2 separate regions of the Pan troglodytes genome follow, and region 1 is linked to region 2. A link is a contact called in public HiChIP or PLAC-seq data. All regions are on one chromosome and are shown on one strand. Each heading gives the region's core, a stretch centred on a gene start, on an enhancer-like site or on the middle of the called end of the contact. The rest is flanking DNA. Distances are from core to core; before and after follow the strand shown. Region 1 holds the start of GPR153 (G protein-coupled receptor 153). Region 2 holds the start of ACOT7 (acyl-CoA thioesterase 7).

Region 1 (3,198 bases), core at 655-3,154, 140 kb before region 2:
AGGTCAAGGATACAGTGAGCCATGATTGTGCCACTGCACTCTAGCCTGAGCAACAGAGTGAGACCCTGTCTTAAAAAGAAAAAGGCTCTAGGTCTGTGGGCAGGGGCACGTGCATCCTCTTGCACACGGGCATGCTCCTCCAGTGAGTGCCCCCACAATTCATCCCCATTGTGAAGCTTGTCCAGCAGAAGCAGGGAGGGGTAAAGCTGTTTGCCCGGCCAGCACTTGCCTGAGCCAGGATCCAAACTCCACTTGCCTGACACCAAAGTCCTGGCCTCTCAAACCCTAAAATGTTGGGGAAAAGGGCATTTTTTTTTTTGTCCCTAGAGCTGAGGTCTTTCTGAGCCTCAGGTCTGTAGGGCAGGTCTCACTGTCCCCACACTGCAGATGGGAACACTTCAGGAAGAAGCTCAGGGCAACACGGAGAGAATAGTGTCAGGGCTGGGTTTGGGGCCAGGCACTCCTGGGCACTGTAGTCTTGGCATGGGAGAGGAACGTCCTGGGGGGCAGGGCGTGGACACCGGGTTCCAAGTGCAGAGTGACAGAGGACTGGTTGTGTGGGAACAAAGTGTCCCTCTGGCTCTGGGTCAGTGACCACAGACCCACGGATTGCACCCTTTCTGTCCATTCTTCGTAGAATGGAGCGGCCACTAGGGCCAGACCCCAGGCTGGGCTCCCCACAGTGCCGACGGGACCCAGTCTCCTGCTGGGAAGTGTCTCCTGCAGGGCACTTAAAGCCCTGTCTTCTGCTGGGAAGTTTCTCCTGCAGGGCACTTAAAGCATTCCGCAGCATCTCAGGACCGGGCTTCCCACTTCCCCGCCCACTGCAGGGCCAACTGCAGGTGCAACTAGCCTGGGACCCACCCGGGCCATGAGGCCTCCCTCCGCAAGACACGCGGGCGGGGCCGGGGCGTGACGTCACAGCTCCGGGCCAATGAGGCCGCGCGGCCCCGAGGCCCCATTGCGCAACAAAGAGAACCCAGAACTTGAAAGGATTCCCCGGGCTCTGGCTGCGCCCCGGCTTCCGCCCCCACGCCGGTCTTCGCCCGCGCTGCAGCCGATCTGTTCCACGGGGCCCGGCCTGGCCGTCGCCCAGGGAGGGACGCGCAGCGCGAGGCCTGGACATCTCCGGCACGCACCCCCCCAGCCCCCGCCCCTACAGTCCCAACCCCCTGGGGCTCCGATCCCCCGCCCCGCCCCGCAATCCCCGCTCCGACTCGCGTGCTCTCGCCTGCTGGTCCCCAGTGGGTGCCCCGAGTCCTGCCCCACCCCGAGGGCGCGTCCGAGCGACAGGCTGGGAAACCTGGCGGGACTGCGGCCCCCGGACCCCTCCGGGTTGCGCTGAGCAGGGGCGGGCTCGGGATCCCCAGGCCGCCCCGCCCCCGTCCCCTGAGAACCCTAGGGGGCGGCGTTGCTAGGCCCCGATGCAGGGGGACGGAGGGAGGGGCTGACCCCGGGGAAGTTACCCCGAAGGTCCCCAAGTTGGGGGGGTGCCAGCGCTAAGCGCCGCTCCTGGGCCCTCGGACGGACCCCGCGACCGATAGGGCGCGGAAAGCCCCCTCCCTTCCCGCCGAGTCCTCCCGCCGGGGTCCTCCCGTCCGTCCGCCCCCGGGCCAGGGCGGCGACGCTCACCCTGCATTCGAGCGCCCGGGGCTCCGGCTCGCTGCTCCCGCCTCCGGCTCCGGTTCCCGCGCCCCCGGGCCGAGCGCAGGCCGCCGAGGGCCGCGGGGGTGGCTGGCGGCGGAGCGGCCCGCGGGCCGGGGCATGCTGGCGGCGGCCACCGGCGGCCGGCGCGCTCCGCTAGGTGGGCTCGGCCCCGCCGCCCCTCCCTCCCCTAGGCGCCGCCGCCGCCGCCGCCGCGCTTCGCTCAGCTCCCGCCGCTCCGCTGCTGCGCCGGGCGGCCGGGGGCGGGGGGCGGAGCAGGGCGCATGTCTCCGCCGGGGCCTCGGCCCGCCCCGCCCCCGCCCGCTCAGAGGCGCGGCCGTCTGTCGGTCTGTCAGCCCGTCCGCCCGTCCGTCAGTCCGTCCGTACGCAGCCCACCCGTGCCCCCGCGTCCGCCCGCGGCCGGCCCGAGCCTCCCTGGGCTGGTGGCGCCTCCTGACAGCGCCGCGCCCCTGGCTCCCAGCTCGGCTCGGTGCACACTCCGGACGCCGCCTTCGGACGCCGGGGCAAGACCCAGGCCCGGAGCTCTGGGGGCCCGCGGGCCAGAGGAGCTGGGGCAGGAATGGACACTGAGAACCTGGGGCCAGGGCTGGGGCTCAGGGAGGCCTTCCTGGAGGAAGCCGCATCTAAGATGAACAATCGGGGCGGGGCGTGGAGAGGACAAGGGACGCATGGCCAGCGGCTTCTAGGAACCGGGAATCCAATCTGAAGCAGGGGCAGCGAAGGGCAAGGTTGGGCCAGTTACGGATTCACGCTGCTCCCTGGGCCTGGGGGGGTCCACTGAGGGAATAAAGTGCACGGGCCGCCGGGCTGCCGAGTGGTTCCCGCCACCCCCACAGGCTCAGAAATTGTTCTCTCTGAAACTCTGAGCACCACCGCCCAGCCGGGAGAGGCCAGGGTCTGCAGCCCAGCGCCTGAAGCCTTCTCCTCCTCCCCTCCTCCCATTCTTCCCGCCCCTCCGCCCCTCCCTCCCAAGCCCTCATGCCATCACCACTCCTCATAGAGCACAGGCTGTCACCCACAGACTGACAGCCTCAGCTGGCCCCATGCAGGCGGAAAGCCTCCTGCTTCTTGATGGGGGCCCTGGAGAGGACGCCTCCTGAGGATCGTGCCTGTCTTCTAGAAAGCACCTGACCACACACACAATGGGCACAAGGCCTCCGGGGCTGCCTGGCATAGTGTCCTTCCGTGCCTCTGGGACACATCCATGACTAGGCACCCCTGTGTCTGGAGGAAAGTAGGTACCAGGAGGAGACCCAAACCAATTGCAGCCAAAACGGATGCTTGGAGCTTGCCCAGTCCGGGCAGGGCTGCTCCACAGCCTGCACCTGCCTAAACTGTCCCCACACCCCAGGTCCCTGAACAGCTTTTAGGGGGCCCAGGATGGGTCTTAGGGTCCGTCCCATGAGACAAAAAGAGGAGTGTCTGTAGAGAAAGGCCCCGCAATAACGTGTGGGGCTGAGCAAGGGGGAACCTGGGGCCATGCACACCTATACTCCCTGTGGTTTCTCGGGCAGCCAGGGCCCTCAGTGTCCC
Region 2 (3,563 bases), core at 510-3,009:
ATAGTAAACTGTTAGAAGTAGACAGTATTATCTGTTTTTCCTTTCAACACCTGCCCTCCCCCAAACCGAAGCAGTGCACTGAAGACGGTAGCTCTGCAACCTCCTCCCACAGGGGCACCCACCGAGGGGCTCGCGAGGCTCTGGGCACCTCCCCTCCACCTCTGGGGGCTTTGGTTAGCGCAGCACAACCGCCGAGGTAATGATCCCGAATCCTCGAGGAGGCTAAGCAGGACCACGGGGCTGAGGCTCCGGGATGCTCGGGCGAGGCCCGAGGCGGGGCGGCCCACGGGCGCCGGGCGCCGGGCTCTGGAGCTGTGCATTGACCTCCGCCCGCCCCGTCCCTGCCTGGCTTTCTCGCCCAAACGGCCCGTGGCGCGGCCGCCGCCCTGGAGATGCGGCCAGGAGGAGCCGGCGGGAGGCGGGCGGGGCCGCCCGGCTTGTGCGGCATCGCGAGTCGCATCCCGGCCGCAGGCGGGCGGGCGTCCGGGGCGGCGGCGCGGAAGGCCGTGCGGGGAATCGGCGGGCGGGGGCGGCCTCGGCGGGTGGGGACCACAGAGCCAAGCGGGGCAGGCCGGGGGCGGTGACCGGCGCGCCTGGCCGCTGCAGGCTGCGCGCGGGCCCTCTCTTACCGGCAGATCTGGATAGCGGACGGCGTCTCGACGTCTGGGCCCGACATGCTGGGGGCTGCGGCGGCGGATGCGGCGGGCGGCTGCAGAAGGGCGCAGGTGTCTGGCAGGCCCGGCGCTGAATGAATGAGCCCGGGCCGCGCCATAAAGGGGGAGGGCAGAGGTGGAGCGATGGGGCTGGTGAGGCGGGGCCTGTGCGCCGGGGGCGAATCGAACGCGGCCTCCCCGCGCCGACCCCGCCCCCGCGCCGGCCCCACCCCAAGCCCCGCCTCCCAGGCCGCCAAGGCTGCAGAGAGCTCGCGCGGGCGTACGATTCTGGCGGCGTGAGGGCCCAGGCAGCCGCCGCTTCCAGAAGGTTCGGTGGTGGTTGGGCCGCGCCGGTGCGGGGAGGGCCCGCGAGCCGCGGCAGCCGCGCCCGACCCGGTGGCAGCCCCGAGGGAAGCGTCTGGGGCGGCCTAAGTGGCGGAGCAGGGCGGACTTGGGCCCTCACTCTCCGCGTGGCGGTAAATATTTGTGCTGGGCGTTCCCGGCCGCCCGCGCCGCCGATTCGCTGCCGCGCCCAGTGCCTGGGCGGCCGGATGAGGTCAGAGCGGAAGGCGCGGCCCGGGCGCCTGGCAGTGGGGCCTGATTCCCACCCCCGCCCCCAACCCACCCCGGCACCAGTCGCCCGCATCGCGGCTCTGGCTAAGATCGGCCCTAAGAGAGAATGGAAGGCTGTTTCCTAGAAAGGAGCATTGGTGGCGGCTGCTGGGAAGACACGGGGAATGGAACGGGCCTTTGCTTCCGCAGCACAAAGCGTCACGAGGTGGGGAGGAGGAAAGGCCCGCGACTATCTACACCGCCGGCTGCAGCTTTTACTGGGAGCGCTGAGCGCCAGCCTGGAGGTGCACGTGTTGTAGTGAGGAGCCCTGAAACATGCGTGTTTTACTGCACAAGATGTGCCCTTGAATGGAGTCCAGGCCAGTCGGGGTCACCAAAAAAAATCCACCAAAAAACACCCAAGAAGGGAGAAGCGGTCACCCCCCACGTGCTGGAATGACAGCTTTTTACTTGCTAGGCAATTGGACCTTTTCCGAATTTTCTACAATGCACATAGATTTGTACTTACATCTTTAAATTAAAACCCACGCAACTCCGGCTCCCTAGTGCAATTTGAACAACCCATTTACACTCAGCTAGGTAGCTCTGAAGGAACTGTGCCTCACCCCGGTCACCCTTGAGTTACCAGACCGTGGAGGCAGCCCACAGCATGATCTGTAGCTCCCAGAAGCAGGGGCAGTCCAAGTCAGAACTCTGTGATTTCAAGACTTTTATACTAAGAATTTTGTTTTTCTGTTTTCTTTTTTTTTTTTTTTTTTTGAGACGGAGTCTCGCTCTGTTGCCCAGGCTGGAGTGCAGTGGTGCAATCTCAGCTCACTGCAAGCTCCGCCTCCCAGGTTCACGCCATTCTCCTGCCTCAGCCTCCCAAGTAGCTGGGACTACAGGCGCCTGCCACCACGCCCGGCTAATTTTTTGTATTTTTAGTAGAGACGGGGTTTCACTGTGTTAGCCAGGATGGTCTTGATCTCCTGACCTCGTGATCTGCCCGCCTCTGCCTCCCAAAGTGCTGGGATTACAGGCGTGAGCCACCACGCCCGGCCTTCTGTTTTCTTTTTTTGATATAGAGTCTCAGTCTGTCGCCCAGGCTGGAATGCAGTGGTGTGATAGCTCACTGTAACCTCTGCCATCCAGTTTCAAACGATTCTCCTGCCTCAACCACACTGAGTAGCTGGGACCATAGGCATGCACCACCAAGTTTGGCTTATTTTTGTATTTTTAGTACAGATGTGTCCAGAATTGGTGGGTTCTTGGTCTCACTGACTTCAAGAATGAAGCCGCGGACCCTCGTGGTGAGTGTTACAGCTCTTAAGGTGGCGCATCTGGAGTTTCTTCCTTCTGGTGGGTTCGTGGTCTCACTGGCTCAGGAGTGAAGCTGCAGACCTTCACGGTGAATGTTAACAGCTCATAAAGGCAGTGTGGACCCAAAGAGTGAAAGAACAACACTCCTACAGTGTGGAAGGGGACCAGAGTGGGTTGCCACTGCTGGCTCGGGCAGCCTGCTTTTATTCTCTCATCCAGCCCTACCCACATTCTGCTGATTGGTAGAGCAGAGTGGTCTGTTTTGACAGGGTGCTGATTGGTGCGTTTACAATCCCTGAGCTAGACACAAAGGTTCTCCATGTCCCCACCAGCGTAGTTAGATACAGAGTGTTGATTGGTGCATTCACAAACCCTGAGCTAGACACAGGGTGCTGATTGGTGTGTTTACAAACCTTGAGCTAGATACAGAGTGCCGATTGGTGTATTTACAATCCCTTAGCTAGACATAAAGGTTCTCCATGTCCCCACCAGACTCAGGAGCCCAGCTGGCTTCACCCAGTGGGTCCCGCACTGGGGCTGCAGGTGGAGCTGCCTGCTAGTCCCGCGCTGTGTGCCCACACTCCTCAGCCCTTGGGTGCCGTGGAGCAGGGGGCGGTGCTCGTTGGGGAGGCTCGGGCCGCACAGGAGCCCATGGAGTTGGGGGAGGCTCAGGCATGGCGGGCTGCGGGTCCCGAGCCCTGCCCCGCGGGAAGGCAGCTAAGGCCCTGCGAGAAATTGAGCACAGCAGCTGCTGACCCAGGTGCTAAGCCCCTCACTGCCCGGGGCCGGCGGGGACGGCCGCGGCTCCGGGTGCGAGGTCCGCCGAGCCCACGCCCACCTGGAACTCGCCCTGGCCCGCAAGCACCGCTCGCAGCTCCAGTTCCCGCCCACGACTCTCTCTCCACACCTCACCGCAAGCTGAGGGAGCCGGGTCCGGCCTTGGCCAGCCCAGAAAGGGGCTCCCACAGTGCAGCGGCAGGCTGAAGGGCTCCTAAAGTGCCGCCAAAGTGGGAGCCCAGGCAGAGGAGGCGCTGAGAG

Evidence for each region. HiChIP or PLAC-seq counts read pairs in DNA pulled down with a chosen protein or histone mark.
Region 1: a contact with region 2 is called in an H3K4me3 HiChIP or PLAC-seq map of stem cell-derived excitatory neurons, with 3 times the contacts expected there. The contact joins the promoter of GPR153 here to the promoter of ACOT7 in region 2. A contact is called at or near these places in 1 of 7 Hi-C or Micro-C datasets (stem cell-derived neural progenitor cells), 1 of 1 datasets of contacts at active chromatin or transcription factors (stem cell-derived excitatory neurons) and 1 of 1 other capture datasets (stem cell-derived neural stem cells).

What each region holds. Positions count from the first base shown.
Region 1 is chr1:225,742,852-225,746,049 of NHGRI_mPanTro3-v2.0_pri, reverse strand. GPR153 (G protein-coupled receptor 153) reads right to left here and starts at 1,904. Exons shown (of 6, transcript XM_525167.9): 1 at 1,633-1,904.
Region 2 is chr1:225,604,941-225,608,503 of NHGRI_mPanTro3-v2.0_pri, reverse strand. ACOT7 (acyl-CoA thioesterase 7) reads right to left here and starts at 1,759. Exons shown (of 9, transcript XM_016953100.3): 1 at 630-1,759. The coding sequence starts at 772.